2 separate regions of the Sus scrofa genome follow, and region 2 is linked to region 1. Evidence: chromatin contacts called from public Hi-C data. All regions are on one chromosome and are shown on one strand. The core of a region is the stretch at or near the end of the contact, and the rest is flanking DNA. Distances in the headings are between cores, read along the strand shown.

Region 1 (7,958 bases), core at 2,412-4,911:
CCTTGCTGCCCACAGGCTGGCAGAGCACTAGGGCACAGACCTTAACCAGCCGCCTCCAGCCTCAACTCTAGCCCATGCAGCTCCAAGGATGCAGAGGCCACCAGGTGGCAGCTGCCAACATCCTGCAATTCCAACTGCTCTCCGCAAAGGTCAGCAGCTTGGGCCGCCCCCGTTTCCTTGCCAAAAGGACCCTGTGAGGGTGGCAGAGGCAGCTTTGCCCAGAGGGACAGCCATGCTCTCCGCCAGAGTCCTTCATTTACAAGCCTTTTTATGAGCGTAGCTAGAGGACTTGGTGCATCCATGTGTCAGGTACAGGGAGTTGTCACAGCCTCCCCTGAGCGAGGCTGTGCTTTCTGCCCAGCTCGTCCCGACCTCCAGGGACAGGTCAGGAAATCTGCATTCCAACATTCCCCAGGGTTCGGCCTGGAGACATCACAGTTAATTTGATGGTGACATCACAATTACATTTGCATGGATTCCAGAATTCCACAGCTCAGGGCCACAGACAAAAGCTTGATGGAGGCTGGGTGTCCTCGTCTGTCCCTGTGATGGCAGATTTGTGAAATCCCACTGTACCCGGCGTCCCATCACCACGACAACTGCTCCTCCCGGTGCTGATGGAAGTACAGAGCTTGGAAAACAACCCCTCTGCCTGGACTCCTGCCTCCCTTGACTACCCCTGTGTGGAGGTCAGATGAATGAGGCCCCCCGCTTGCGTGTCATCCAGACGCATCCAGGGCTGGCTGACACCCACCAGCTCGTTCAGGCAGATGCTCTAATAGAAGCAAAGGCTGCCTTCCGGACCCGGCCCTTGGCTTGGACTTCCTGAGTCCCACAGAGACAAGGCAGGAAAAATGTCTATGGGGCAGCCCTGGAGACAGGGATGCCGAGGGAAAGATGCAGAGACGAGCCGGATTCCTGTCCCCACCTCCTCTCCCATCTCCCAGCTTCTTCTCAGTGATGCTGGGCCCAGCAGTACAGCCACCAACCAACAAGTCCACAGTGCACACACACCCCCCCACCGCCTCTCCCCCAAGCCAGGACTAACAGCTCCAAACACTTGCAACAGCCCTGGACTGCAGACAACCCAATGGCCCTCACTGAAGATCAGATCAACAAACTGCGTGTATCCATACGATGGCAGAGTCCTGGGCGAAAACAAGGAACTACCGACTGCCTGGATCCAGGGCTGGGAGCCAAGACCCACACAGATGCCGGGGACTAGGGAGCTTTACCAGGTAGCGAAAGCATGCCCAACCGCGTTGTCGGGATGCTGGCCCAACTCCCCAGATTGACGAAAAGAGACTGAGTCATAAACTTAAAACAGGTGAACTTTATGATATGTAAATATATGTCAATAAAGTGGTTTTAGCAAAACAAACAAACAAAAAGAACTACTGACACAAGCAAGAACACGGGTGACTCGTGCCAATAGGATGTGGAGCAAAAAAAAAGTCAGTTCCAAAGAGTAAACATACTCTTATACCTATTTAATTTTATGACTTCTAGAGGCAAAATGTAGCAATAGAGATAAAAAGAGTAGCTGCCTTGTTGCAAGGGGGTGAGTGGGAAAGGAGGCAGGGCATCCAAAGTGGGTACTAGGTGGTGGTTACACAGGTGTATCCATTATGTACAAATATACTGGGTTTGTACATTTTATATACATACACATAATCATAAATAATATACACAAAGTTAAAAGTATCGTTTCATTGGCAAAGCGCACTAATGCTCAAATTGTAATTGGCAATGGCCTAAAATTGAGGACAGTTCACTGGGAGCTGAGGGAGCGCCCACTCTGTGAACTTCTACCCAACCCTCAAGGCCCATTTCAAATTGTCCCTGTTTGGTGAAGGCGTCTCTCACTGTGCCAGGTGTAACTAACTGCTCATATTGTTGAGGAGCCCTTCGCAAAAGTTGATGATCTTTACGCTGAGAGTTGAGGGGTGCAGGAAATTGTTGCACCAAGAATTGGTGCGTGTGTGCTTCTTAAACATCCATGGTTGCCTACAATAAACACACACACACATACACACACCCTGACAACCCAAACCAGATGCCATCTCAGCAAAGATACTAACGCCCCCCCCCCAAAGAGGATGTCAGTTCGCTGGCAATAGGACCCAGGCTCCAGACTTAGTTCAAAAAGACCATTTTCAACATTGCCAGCTCAATCCTTTCTTTTTACACAAATCACAGCAGAAAAGTTCAGGTAAGCCCAGCGCAAGCTCCGTTTCTCGTGTCCAGGGCACTGGGCTCCCCTCCTCCCCACCGCATGCCACCTCTGCCTGCGCTGTCCTTGCCCAACCTAGGGGTGGAGCTGGCCATGTGGACTCCCAGGAAACATTTTATCAGGCGTAAAGTTTAGACTGGACTGCCTGGTCATCCCCCAAGACTGCCCCCTGCCCCCTGGGGCCCGCTGCCCTTCAGCAGTGAAGCCACGGCACCTGCTTGGGAAGAAAGGGGGGACCCTACAGCCCCATCACCTCTCTGTCCAGGCCTCCCAGCTCTCTCTAAGCTGCCCACCCCCCACCTTGAACCTCTAGAAACCCAAGCCTGCAGGGGAAGCAGCTGAAGAAATGTCCCTGCCAGTCTCTGTGGGTGAAGAGAGGGCGGAGGTGGACTCTGTGCACTTCTGCCCGCAGATGAAAAGAGAGAGGCTGGAAGTACACAGCCACGAAAAGTAGCTTTCTTTGGGTGGGTAGGTGCATGGGTTATGGGGAGATTGCGGGTGAATTTTCTCCTTTACTTTTGTGCTTGCTCAGTTTCCACAATGAACGAACTCTTCGGAAAGGTGAATGCACTTCATCAGTGGTGGGAGCCCCCTCAGCCCTTGCCAGACGTGCTGGCTCCCAAGTTTCTCTTTCACCTTGACTCAAGGTAGACTTAGGTCCCAGATCGGCGCCAGGCGGGCGGGGCTATCGCCCTCCCCGCCCCCCAGCCCCCGGGAGCCCCGGGCCGGGGCAGGGGTAGCTCCCAGAACAAAGTGGCCGCCTGGCACCCGCCCCCGCCCCAAGCCGCACCTCTGACCCTGTCCGCACCGAGGCGCCGCCCCCCATTCAATTCCCCTGGCCCCCGGGGGTACTTAGGAAGTGTGCGAACACACACACACACACACACACACACACACACACACACGCAATCGCACTTTCTCCTCCCTGACCTGGGCCACCGCCCCCAAGAGTCCAAATACAAACTTCTCCAAACTTGCAGCTGTGGCTGGAGGGGGAGTCGGGACGATCCCTCCCCCCGGGGCAAATGGGACGCCCCTCACCTCCCCCACAAAACACACACACACACAGACACACACACGTGCGCCCCACCCCCTGGGCCACTGTTCCTCCGGCCGGGGCGGCAACGCCGGGGTTTGGAGGCGGGTGTCTCGACCCCCCCTTCCCCGTGTAAGTGACAGGACGGGGTCAGGACCGGGCAGTGGGCGGCGCGGGTCGGAGCTGCCCGGTGGGGGAGGGGGAGCGGCCCTCGGGGGGACCCCCGGGCGCCCCCAAGCCGCGCTCCTCTCCCGGGAGGCTGGGGCGCCTTACCTTGCAGGTTCTGGACGCGGATGTCGCTGATCTGTCCGATGAGCTCCTCGCGCTGGAACCAGTCCCATTCGGGCGCAGCCATGAAGCGCGGGCGGGAGGGCCGGAGCGCCGGGGCCGGGCGCGGGCGGCGGGCGCGGAGAGCCGGGCGGGCGGGCGTGCGAGCGGCACGCACCCGGCGAGGGCGCCGCGGAGCCGGAGCAGCGCGGGCGCGGGCGGGGCGCGGGCGGGGCGGGCGCGCGGTCGGGCCGCCCCCGCCGCGGGCGGGCAGCGGGAGAGCGCGGGGCGGCGGGTGCGGGGCGCCCGGCTCGCGCTCACTCCCCCATCCGGGGGCGGGGGCCCCGGGGGCGAGGGGAGGGGAGGGGCGGGGCGGGGCGGGAGGCTGGGCTCCGGCCGGTTTCTTTGCTTTCTTTTTTTTTTTTTCCGGGGTGTTTGTTGCTTGGATTGTTTGGTTGCAAGCGGGTGGGTGATGAGGCGCGAGGTCCCAGATTGTGATGTCTCAGGGGGCGGTGGGCCGGGTGACGCAACCCGGGCTGAGCCCGCGGGTCCCCGTACCTGGTCCCAGAGGACCGGCCCTCTCCCAGCCTTTACTCCCAGCGCTTCCGTGCCCCCCTCCCCGTCCCAGATGGGACAGACACACCACACCCTCTACGCCAGGTCCTCTCTCCCCGCACAGTTCGCACAGCTGGGGGAAGGCACCCCGCTGCGGAGGGAGAGGGGCCCGCGGTGTCCTTCAGTCCCAGGGACACCTAAGGGAGAGGGCCTGGGTAGGGAGCTAATATGTGTGGAGTCGGGGGCTTTCTCTTATCTGTCTCCAGATTGGGGGCCCATGGCAAGAAAGATTTCTTTCCTGGGTTTGGATATTGGGAACCTGTTTGGCGGGGACCCAGTCCAGAGATGACCCCCAGTTCTGGGGAGGAGAGAAAAAGCAGCTGACACCCTGAGGGAGTCAGCTGGGCCCCCGAAACTCCAAGTGACCCTCTCTGGGCTTTACTGGAAGTGAAAGATGAGTATGGGCCTTTCAGGTTGTGTGTGTGTGTGTGTATGTTTATTGTTTCTTTTGACTCTTGAGAGTTCCAGGATCTTGTGTGGGGCCCACGACTCAAACCTTAGGCAGAGTTCTTGCTTGGTTTTTCAAACACGGGAAAAGGGAGGCTTTGGAGTTCTGGAATGTGCCCAAGGCTGAGGAATGAGTTAGGGCCATGAGGTCCCAGCCCCCAGCTCAGTACTCTGACCCTTTCCGGCCAACACACACACACACACACACACACACACACACACACACACAGAGAGGCAGGAAAATGGCTTATATGTGAGATATTCTAAGAAAGAAAAAAACAGGCAGGGCTCAGTAAGCATCTGTACATGTGGGTCATGTTGATCGTTGCCATGTTCATGGAACTAAAATGCTAGAAACCCAGATGGGCTGCTCCCTAGTTAACAGATAACAGTGGGGCCCCCACTGGTGGACAGACCCTGTGCCCTTGAAGCACAGTGAGTCTAGGCTCAGGTAAATTCCTGGGCACCGGGGACAGCCCACAAACAAGGACATAAGACAGTTACAAACAGAAGAGAGTTCGAGGAGAAAAATCCCCTTGGGGTAAGAAACTGGAAAGGGGGGGAGTTCCTGTTGTGACACGGTGGAAACGAATCCAACTAGTATCCTTGAGGATGCCGGTTCGATCCCTGGCCTCGCTCCGTGGGTCAGGGGTCAGGCATTGCCATGAGCTGTGGTGTAGGTCACAGAGGCAGCTCAGATCTTTTGTGGCTGTGGTGTAGGCGGGCAGCTGCAGCTCCCATGTGACTCCTAGCCCGGGGGAACCCTCCATCATATGCCACAGGTACAGCCCTAAAAAACAAAAACAAAAACAAAGAAAAGGAAGAAACTGGGATGCGGACAGGGATGGGGGAGGTCTCTGAAGACTGACCTTGGAGCTGAGGCTGGAAGATGAAAGAATCAGCGTTGGGACAGCAGCTGGGGGGGGGGGTCAGTGGAGACGGCCCTGTGGCACAGCCAGGGACAGGGTGTGGCTGCCCTGTGGGCTCTCACTGCCTCGGGGAAGTTTATGAACAGGATGGATGGGATTTACCTGCGGGGTGCGGGGTGCGGGGTGCGAGCTTGCTTTTTCTTTCTCTTTGTTCTCCTTTTGCCAAGTTTCCCACCATGAGCACATATTTTTACAATCAGTCGGAAAACCAACAATCTCTTTTTTTAACCTCTGAGGCCCTTTCCAGGAGTTGCCCCAGTTCTCCTCGTCTGCAGGTCTCCATGGGGGTGGGGGCATGGGTGTCCTGACTTGTGCCCCCCAGGCTGAGGCTGGTGCTGCCTTCTCACTGATTTGATTTGAAAGCGCCCAGTCATTTCACACTCCAGAGAGCAGGGTCTGCTTCTGTGTCCTGCAAAGCAGGGTTGCTAGAAGCCAGGCATCACCTAATGTTGCCCCATCTGCTAGTCAGCTCCCGTTTTTACACTTCAATTTATTTTTCATAATCGTTATGGGGTGAAAGTCATTTTCTTTCCAAAGCAAAGAGCCCAGAGAATCAGCCTTCTTTTCCATCAAGATCTCAGGGAATAGGGAGTTTCCATCGTGGCTCAGTGGTTAATGAATCCTACTAGGAACCATGAGGTTGCCGGTTCGATCCCTGGCCTTGCTCAGTGGGTTAAGGATCCAGCATTGCAGTGAGCTGTGGTGTAGGTCCCAGACACAGCTCGGATCTGGCTTTGCTATGGCTGTGGCGTAGGCCAGCAGCTACAGCTCTGATTAGACCCCTAGCCTGGGAACTTCCATATGCTACAGGTGCGGCCCTAGAAAAGACAAAAAGATACACACACACAAAGATCTCAGGGAATAGAAGGCTTTAAACAAGAGTGTGGATGTTAGCTGCAGAGACGATGATTCAAAGATATCTGTTCCTGTGACTGGGATGCTGCGTCTTTGGGGACCACAGCCTAGGCAGTAACAACTCCCTGGCAGGGAGGGGCCTCGGTCCCCGTGGATGGAGCACTAACCATCTACCAGAAGTTGGATCGCCAGCCCAAAGATCTTCTTTCTGCATCAGAGTGGAAAGAGAATTTTAGGTGGTTTTTAAAAGGGAGTAAGAAACTGAGCTAGCACAGGCATTGGGCTGGCCTTTAAAGTGCTTAAATATTCATTGAACTTAAGTATCGAGCCCCTTCAGGGGCTCTGAGCTCTGGCCCTCCCTGATTGACCCCTGTGCCACTGCCATCCTTCCCGGTTTTACACTTTTTGCTCAAGTGAGAATAAACTGCTGCAGGTCGTGGCCACGCCCACCCATCACCTCCAGGCCTTTGTTCATTCTGTTCCCTTTGAAGAGTCCTTTCCCTCCCCTGCTCCCTGCCCTCGCCTTTACCTGCCTTACTCCTGCCCCATCACGTCCACTTCAAGAGAACCTTCTCCAACACCCGCAGGCCCAGCTGAGTGCCCGTCTTGTACAATTGCATCAGATTCAGGACAGAGTCATGACAGCCCGAGAAATCTGCTCTCCTGGTTCCACGTTGCATTATAAGTTTGCTGATGGATCCTTCCCCCATTAACTGTGAACTACCTGAGAACAAGGCCATCTCACTCATCTTTCTATCTGGGTACTCGGCACAGTGTCCGGCTCAGAGACAGATCTCAGTATTAAGTAGATAGATAAATAAATGCCTCTTATTATAGGCCTGAACTCACAAAGCAGGGACCAAATGGGCCCAAGTAAACTTCTAGGGAGCCGATCAAAAAATGTTTCCATATTAGCAATGCTGCTGGGCACCGGGTGAGTGCCAAGCTGTGGAATGTGCCTTCTTTCCTTGGGCCTGTCCAGCCTCCCAGATCTAGAGTCCTGGCTGGGAGCGGGGACATGTGACCTCCTGGGGGATTAGGCTATCTGCCCTCTTGCACGAATGACCTGTACTATTTTTCTTTTGCATTTTATTTTTGAGAAGGAAAGATACTCTGCCTGAAGGCTTGGCTTCCAGGGAGTTTCCAGAAACTGATTTTTTAGAAATTACCCAATTCTGCTAGAATCCTTGTCACTGTTTAAAACAGCTGCCAAAGGAAAGGAAAAGAATTGCAGAGCAGCCCTGGTCAGAACCTCAGAGATCATCAAACCCAAGAGCCCTCCCCACATAAGGGCTGTGAAACATCTGGCGCAGGGATCTTCCTGCCTCTGCTTACGGGAATTGATGATTTCAGGCAGAAAATCTGGAAGGATGGGTTACATCCCCCACCTCCACCCCCACCCCCACCCCCACCCCCGACTGGGAAAGAACACGAGCCACGAAGATGAGCCACAAAGATGACCGCGGAGCGCCCACCCACCCACTTCCAGGAGAGGCAGGTGGTGGGGGCTTGCCGTGGTGGGAAGCTGTGTTCTCTGGTCCCTGCCGTGGCCTCGTATGTGTGGCAGCCCTTTAGG
Region 2 (7,958 bases), core at 2,290-4,789, 180 kb after region 1:
GCAGCAGGCTGATCCTATACCCTCTCACTTAGCAAAGATAACCACCCTGATTTTGCATTATCGTTCCCTTGGTTTTTTTTTTTTTTTTAAACCTGCTCAAATTTGTGAACCAGGATCTATGTCTGGAGGTGTGCATGAAACATACCTGTACTTGCAATTTACAAGGTGACCTCCCTTGCAGCGCCGCCCCCCTCCCCATCCCCCAACCCCAGCCATGACCCTCTGAATCCCAATCTCCTCTCCCCAAAACCTGAGATGATACTGGACTTTTACGTAAGGTAATCACCTTCTTGCTTTTTGCCATCATTTTATATCTCAGGTGCATATCACTAAACAACGCGCTGTTCCTGCGCTTGTGTTTTTGAGCTTCCTCATTTCCTGAGCGGCTCTCTGCCTTCCCCCTGAGTCTTTCAAAGTATTTCAGGGAAGGTGGGATTCCCTTTGCCAAATCTGGAGCCTAGAAATCCAGGCAAGAGGTGGTGCAGGCCACACTACATTGTCACAATTACACTAGGAGGACTGGTAATGAGAAAAACCATGCTGGCGCCTCTTTCTGGTGTGGCCCCGCCCCATGCTGGGTGTTCTGCTGAGCACTGTCCCTCGATCAGTCACAGCAACCCTCCAGGGAGGTGCGGGGCCTCTAAACTCTGTTTTAGAGATGACAAAGTCGGGGCTTCAGCTTCCTAGCTGCTCATTCCCAGAGGTTTCATCTCTAAGACTTTCTTTCTTTTTTCTTTTTACAGCCACACCCACGGCATATGGAAGTTCCCGAACTAGGGGTCGCATTGGAGCTGCAGCTACCAGCCTACACCTCAGCAATCCCGGATCCGAGCCGCGTGTGCAACCTATGCCACAGCTTGTAGCAACGTCGGGTCCTTAACCCACTAAGGACCCAACGTCAGGTCCCCCATCCCTAAGTCCTGAAGCCAAGATTTCTTAAGGGGTGGGCACGTCCCCGACTCCCAGGTTCCTCTCCTGGTGACACAGTTGGGCTACTTTTAGATGTTAAAGGGGGAAAATATGCTTGGACTCCACTTCTTCCAGCCAATGCCGACATCTAATGATGACTGGGTCCTGCCTCACCAGTACCGTTCTCCTGATAATTAACATATAACGCGGTCCCTGAGTCGTCTGAGAGGCTCTGTAGAGGCATGAAGAGCATTGTCAAATGCCGTGGGTCCATGTCCTAACTCCACGACTCCCGGCCTCTGAATTGCTCTCCTCCATTGTACCCAGGCCGACAGTGGCAGCCTTGCCTAAGGTCACCTAGGAGGTGAGAGACAGGGGATGCTCCACCGCAGGCCCCTCTCAAAAATCTCTCCCCTGGGGTCAAGGACCAGCCTTCAGTCCCAGAAAGAGCCCAGAGCGAGAGGATGCAAAGCCACCCACCACTTGACAGGCATGGGGACATCAAGGCTGGGGGCGGGGAGGCGGAACTGAGAGGGAGGACACTCAGGTGTCCCAACCAGACCCCGTCACCCCAAACTGTGACAGCTGCTCCCACATGCGGAGCCTGACACCACACAGAGTGCGGTTCATGGGCCGTCCCACGTCATTCTCAGGGCAAGTCCTAGGGTCATCGCCTTTCCGGGGGAAGGAAACTGAAGCTCTGAAAGGCGAAGTGACTTTTCCTTGGTCTCACAGCTGGGAAAAGGCTGTATGGCACGGCTGGTCTGACCTGGCCACCCCCATCTCTAACGGCTGAGCAACACTGGAGGGCCCCATGCCTGCTGGACTCCCGGGGGCTCCAGGGTGCTTTGGAGGTTGTGCTGGAACTGCCCACTCCAGCCTCCCCAGAATGGAGGTCACCCCACCATCAAGCCAAGGTCCCCCAACAGCCCTACCCCATCACAAGGCAGAGTGGCCACCCAGGCAGGACATGTCGGAGGCTGCAGGAGAATGTGGTTGGTTCCCATGGAGACAGAAGGGAACTGCAACTTCCCCCTGAAGAGTGCCTCAGGGGTAGAGGCCAGCGCGCATCCTGGGGCAGAAACCTGAGCCACCAGCAAATCCTCAAGTCCCCTCCCCAGGACCCCTAGCAAGAGAGGAATGAGTTCCTAAAATAAGCCTCCCTGGCCCACACCCACTCCAGCTGCCCTCTGAGGGGCCTCTCAGCCATAAAGGACGCCCCGGGGCCAGCAGGCTTGGCACAGCTGTGGCGTCTGCCCCAGCGCGGTCCCGCCTGCGGAATGTGCAGACCCACACGTGTCCGAGGGCCCGCTGGGGCACAGTTTCAGGAAACAGTGCAAAACAGCCTGTAGGCACAGCCCTCTGCCTCCCCGCTCCTGACCCCTGATAGCGGTTGGCAGTCCCAGCGGAGCAGGAGGCACGGCTGGACCCTTCAGGAGTCAAGTTCAGTTCTTGGCTGTGTGGCTCTGGGCAAAACACTCCCTCTCTCTGGACCTGTTTCCCCGCTGCTGCGGATGAAGGAGGCTGTCCTGTCAAGCTCAGAAGGGCAGCGATTTTGCGACATGCTCCCTTCTCCCCACTGTCCCCTCTTTCCCTCGTTCATGTGAGATGAGGGATGCCCGCTGGACGCATCAGGCTCCCCGACTGGCAGCCCTTGGCTGTATCCTTCACTAGTGCCATGAGGAAGCTGGGAGAGGGCCCAGGGCAGCCTTGGGCCAGAGCTTCAGGGCCAAAGTAGTAAAATCGTAACATTCGTTATCACCCAGCCCAGTGGAGTCCCCTGTCTTAAGAGCCCTGAAGCGGAGGTCAGTGGGTTTTGAGAGCACTCACTGCTCCTGGGTTGACCAACGGCCAGGTCCACCAGGTCCACTGTTTGCAGCCAAGTTCTGAAGTTTGTAAGGGGAGTCAGCATCCATATGGGGCCCCCTCAGGCCCCGCAGGAGATTTTCGGCCTCACCACCACGACCTTTAGAGACGTGGATGAGGCTCAGAGAGGGCGAGAAGCTTGCCCAAGGCTGCACAGCCAGAGACGGGTTCTAAATGAAACTGACGCTGCCTGCGGATGCGACTTCCTCTTCCTACAGAGAGCTCTGAGCCCTCAGGCACTACGGAGCAAGCTCGTGGTCGCCGGGAGGGGGTACTCCTGCCGGTGTTTACTGCCCCAGCCGGGGACACGCGGCGGCGCTAGCCCGCATGACTGGTCCGCTCGTCCCAAGAGGAGGCAGAGCGAAGACTCGAGGCGGTGCCCGTTAGGGACGCGCTGCCCGGGGCTTATGGGCTTTTTCTTGGGGACTGTACCCGCCGGGCTGGGGAGCGGAAAGGCTCGGGGATTTTGCACACTGCAAGGAACTGTTGGGTTTAAACTAAAAATACCCGCCCGCCCGCAGCTGTCACTCCAGGGCCCCCGCCCCCGGCGCGCCTCCCCAGGTCCCCTTGACTTTCGGCGACTCCGATCCCCAGGGGACGTGCCAGGGCTGGGCGGGGGACTGAGGACCCGACCCTCCCAGCCCCCGGCCCGGCCACCCAGCCCCGGCACCCAGCCCCGAGCCACTTACCCGGCCGGGAGCGTGCGGGAGCGCGGCGCCGCGGGCAGTGCTGGCCGAGCCGCCCTCCTCCTCCCTGCGTCCCGGGCGGCTCCGGAGCGGGGCGGGGCCGGGGCGGGGCCCGGACACTCGCCCCCGCCCCGCCCAGTCCCCTCCGGACCCGCCGCGGGAGCCGCCCCGGGCCCCGCCACCTCGGCGGGTGGGAGAAGGACGATCCTGGCTCTGCCCTCTTGGCAAAGGGCCGAGGAGCCCGGCCTCAGCCCGGTGGGCACCCCATCGCGGACCCCCTCCCCCGGGGCAGGGGGGGAGCGCTGTCGTGGGGGCTCCGCACCCTCACCCCTGTCACCCCTGGCCCCGGGCCCACAACTGCCCTCTCCGCTCAGTAGCTTCCCCGAGCCTCGGCACCCCCCCCGCGCCTGCCTCGGCCCGGGTCTCATCCTCGGGGATGGCACGGAGCTGCCTCTACTCAGGGGGAAGTTGGATCTGGGGAGTTCCTCTGTGTGTCCCGCCTTGGGGAGGGGGCTAGGGGCCTGGAGGGTCTTGCCCTCTCAGAGCCCAAGTGGGGACAAAAGAAGGGGCACCCTTCCCGGAGGCGCGAAATCCAAGGAGGAAGTGACACCTATCAGCCAGCCTGAGAGTGGAGGCGCCCCATCCGGCCCCTCCCACCCCACAGTCCCCGGAGCCACCACGCAAGGCATCTTCAGGCCCCAGGCTCGGATGGGAGATCCCCAGGATGCCAAGCGGAGGACATGGGGGCGGAGGGTGAGTCACGAGGAATGTGGATCCCACCTATAATCAACCGCCCACCAACCCAAGGGCCAAGAATGTGCCTGCCCTCCTCGTCCCCGCGCACCCCGCCCCCCAGCGGACACTTCCTCCCACGCGTCCTCAACCCCTGATCGGGGGATTCCACCAACTCTTTAACCTTACAGCTGAAAATTTAAATGTGAGCTGCCTCTGCCTTTGTCCTCCCAGCCCATTCAGGCCTTGGACTACCCGCCACCACAGCGCTGAGCTTTGCCCGCGTAATTACAGGTTTGCATGATCGGTTCCGCCTCCTTTGGATGGGGCTGGGAGCCTCACGAAGGCTACAACTTGCAGAACTCTGTACCACGTGGACTCCGCTCTTCACAATTTAGCTGTGGTTACGCCCATTTTGCAGATAAGGAGTGAAGTAGCTGCTCCAAATCTCCAGCAACCCGGAGGGTGCTTTCCTCTTTGGTTCCTTAGTGAGGCTGGCAGTTTGATGAATAAATCAGCATAGAAATTAGTGTCCAAAGAGAGATTAAATTAGGAGTGCCTGTTGTGGCGCAGTGGAAACGAATCTGGCTAGTATCCAAGAGGATGGCCCTGGCCTTGCTCATTGCATGAACTGTGGTGTGGGCGGCAGACTCAGCTCCGATCTCGCATTGCTGTGGCTGTGGTGTAAACTGGCAGCCATAGCTCCGATTCATATTCAGCCCCCTAGCCTGGGAACTTCCCTATGCAGCAGGTGCGGCCCTTAAAAAAAAAGAGACCAAAAAAAAAAAAATGAGATATTAAATTGTAAAATAGGACCACGTAGTAATTGTCTGTGTGTGTGTGTGTGTGTGTGTGTGTGTGTGTGTTTTCCATACTGGGAGCAAGGTAGAAGGATACCAAAGCTTAGAATTAACACTGTGGGTAGACCTAGCCTGGGTTAAAGAGCTCAGTGTCAGCCACACCTCCTAACTTGAACCAATTTAGTAAGTTATAATTATTCACAGATGCAGAGGTGATACACAAAAGGGCCTCTTTCATCCTTGCCTTTGGATTGTTCTAGGTGTCCAGTTATATTTCTCATTATCATCCTGACTCTAGCAGGGGTACTGCTGCAGGCTTTGGGGTTACAACCGTTTAGCTGAGGGTACGTACGGACAGCCATCAACAATGACGATAATTCCGGGCATTTGGAGAATGCACTTTGCTTCTCCAAATGTCTGCCTGAGTATCTCCTCTTAAATCTCTGCAGCGATGCTCCAGGTAGTTAACAACAGTTTGAGTTCTCTTATGACCGGAAATTAAAGCAGCAACAGGTCAGGTGGCTTGCAGGTCAGGTGACTTGCAGGAGCGTCACACCTGCTGGCCTGTCTCCTGAGAGGCTGGAGGCTCTCAAGTCAGTCTTCTGCAGTGAGAGATGGTTTGTTTGGTGCAGTGGGGCGTGAAGAGCTCACGCTCAGGTGCCAAACTGCCCAAGCTTTTGACTTTCAGCTCATCGCTCATTTCCTCTTCTGTTAAATGGGTCTAATAACAGTGACGTCTCTTGAATGGTTTTGTGCCTGGTATTGTGAGCACCCAGCTCATGTGAACTGTTCTGGGGCTAGTCGGCCTGGCTAAGAGCTCCCTTGCACACAGTCCTTCAGTCCTGTATCACAGATGTCCTGAGCACCTACTATGTGCTAGAGCCCCCCCCCCCCAGAGGTCACAGGGCAATGATCCTGTGCCCAAGGGGCTGAAGCCTGTGGTGCAGAGATGGACTGTTCCTCTCTCTACAGAGCACCAGTCATCACTGAGACCCCCAATCCCAGACCCAGCTCTGCTGCTTGACTGAGGGAACTTCGGCAAGCCGTGTAACCTCTTAACACCTTGATTTTCTCATCTATTAAATGGGGAGAGCAATAATATTTCATAAGTGAGACTACATGGGATAAAAATATTTTATCAACTGCAAAATACCACGCAGATATTATTAGTTTTCTTGTCATTACCAGCTTGAGCTTTACAGGGCAGAGTACTTTTCAAAACACACTCCCATTGCTTCCCCTAAGCCTGACATAAAAAACAGGACCTGGAGTTCCCCTCGTGTTGCAGCAGAAACAAATCCGACTAGGAACCATGAGGTTTTGGGTTCGATGCCTGGCTTCACTCAGTGGGTCAAGGATCTGGCGTTGCCATGATCTGTGGTGTAGGTTGAAGATGTGGCTCGGATCCTGCGTTGCTGTGGCTGTGGTGTAGGCCGGCAGCTGTAGCTCTGATTAGACCCCTAGCCTGGAATCTCCACATGCCACGGGTATGGCTCTAAAAAGCAAAAAAAATTAAAAATAAATAACAATAAAAGTAACGGCTTTAAAAAGCAAAAAACAAAAAAGAAGGACCTTACTTTTTTTTCTGTTTTTTTGTGGGTTTTTTTTTTTTTTTTTTGTCCTTTTCTTTTTGTCTTTTTAAGGCAGCACCCGTGGCATATGGAGGTTCCCAGGCTAGGGGTCAAACTGGAGCTGTAGCTGCCGGCCTACACCACAACCACAGCAGCACTGGATATGAGCTGTGTCTGCAGCCTACAAGGCAGCTCACGGCAGCACCAGATCCTTAACCCACTGAGCAAGGCCAGGGATCGAACCTGCATCCTCTTGGATACTAGTTGGGTTCTTAACCTACTGAGCTACAATGGGAACTGCAGGACCTTATTTTTCATTAATTATGTGGCAGCCGTTTGCAACTCCAACCTAGTTCACATGGAAGGGAAGAGAGTTGAATAAGCAATGCAGGAGGAAGGGGGAGTTTGTCCCGAGGGAGGCTACGAAAACTTCAGTTCGTTTTCAGCGATGCCCACTGCTACAGAAAGGAGTGGAAATGAAAGCTTATCCAGAAAGAAAGTTCTGGCAAAGGAAGCCGGGAGAGCCCCTCTGTCATCTCTGGAACTGAGCACAGGAAACACCCCCCCACCGCGCGCCTCCCTTTCAGAAGTGGCCCAGAGAGGGAACCACAAGGAGGCCCTAAAATGATGCCATTTGGAAATTCTGACTCATTTGGCAGTGGGGGTTGTTTGCTCAACGTCCAAAACGTCTCCCAAAGAGGGAAATTTGTATGTTCTTTCCCCACGTCTCTTCCCAGGGCAGCATCTCCATCACCCTGGGGGGAAGCAGGGGCCAGTTCTATCAGCCTGCAGAAGTACGGCTTCACGTCTGTTTCATGCCTGGGCCAGCTCGCTTCAACGATGATCCTGTGCGAGTCTTATTTGTATGATTTTTAGTTGTTGGTCTGTGTGTTCAGTCTCTGCAGAAAGATCCCAGCAAAAGCTGGAATGCCTCTTCTGGCTTATCCACTCCCATCCCTGCGTGTGAATGGGTAAACTGAGGCCAGGGGGCAGGAAGGAGGGACCCTGCCCAGGGTCCCAGGAATGGTAATTGGTGTTCTGGAAATTGATCTTCCCATTTCTCCATCCCTCGCCTGGCTTTCGCCTTAGGGATGACTTACATGAGTGCTAATGGCTAAGCGCAGATGCAAAGCTTGCACTGGGGTTGCCGTTTTCCGGGCGGCCTCATCGGAGCTGTCCTGATCTGGGCGTGGAGGGCTGGTCTCACCTCGACTCTGCTCTCAGCTGCTGCTTTCTTTGTTTCCTCTTTTGCCAGTCCTCAGGGTGTTTAGTCTGTCCTTTGACCCTCTGGTCCTACTGTGAGCTCGGAGGGTGAGGGATCCACCAGCCCGCTTGGTTAAGGGCTCTGGAGTCGGTCGCCTTCTCCCCGGGGCAGCTGCCGCCCAGTAACTGAG

Evidence for each region. Hi-C and Micro-C count contacts between places; a contact is called where the count stands out from the background.
Region 2: a Hi-C map of liver shows a contact between it and region 1, with 2.1 times the contacts expected there. The contact joins the promoter of SYNE3 here to the promoter of CLMN in region 1. A contact is called at or near these places in 1 of 5 promoter capture datasets (liver) and 5 of 47 Hi-C or Micro-C datasets (embryonic fibroblasts, epiblast stem cells, liver and 1 more).

The regions. Positions count from the first base shown.
Region 1 is chr7:116,586,520-116,594,477 of Sscrofa11.1, forward strand. It overlaps CLMN (calmin (calponin-like, transmembrane)), which reads right to left and starts at 3,662. Exons shown (of 15, transcript NM_001243882.1): 1 at 3,543-3,662. The coding sequence starts at 3,624. LOC102159358 (a long non-coding RNA gene) reads left to right here. Exons shown (of 3, transcript XR_002346038.1): 3 at 1-1,374. It overlaps LOC102159451 (a long non-coding RNA gene), which reads right to left and starts at 7,714. Exons shown (of 2, transcript XR_002346200.1): 1 at 6,912-7,714; 2 at 6,382-6,590.
Region 2 is chr7:116,766,766-116,774,723 of Sscrofa11.1, forward strand. It overlaps SYNE3 (nesprin-3), which reads right to left and starts at 3,540. Exons shown (of 20, transcript XM_003128709.4): 1 at 3,465-3,540. It overlaps LOC110261759 (collagen alpha-1(I) chain-like), which reads left to right and starts at 2,826. Exons shown (of 2, transcript XM_021100087.1): 1 at 2,826-4,214; 2 at 4,428-4,844. The coding sequence starts at 2,826. The coding sequence ends at 4,466.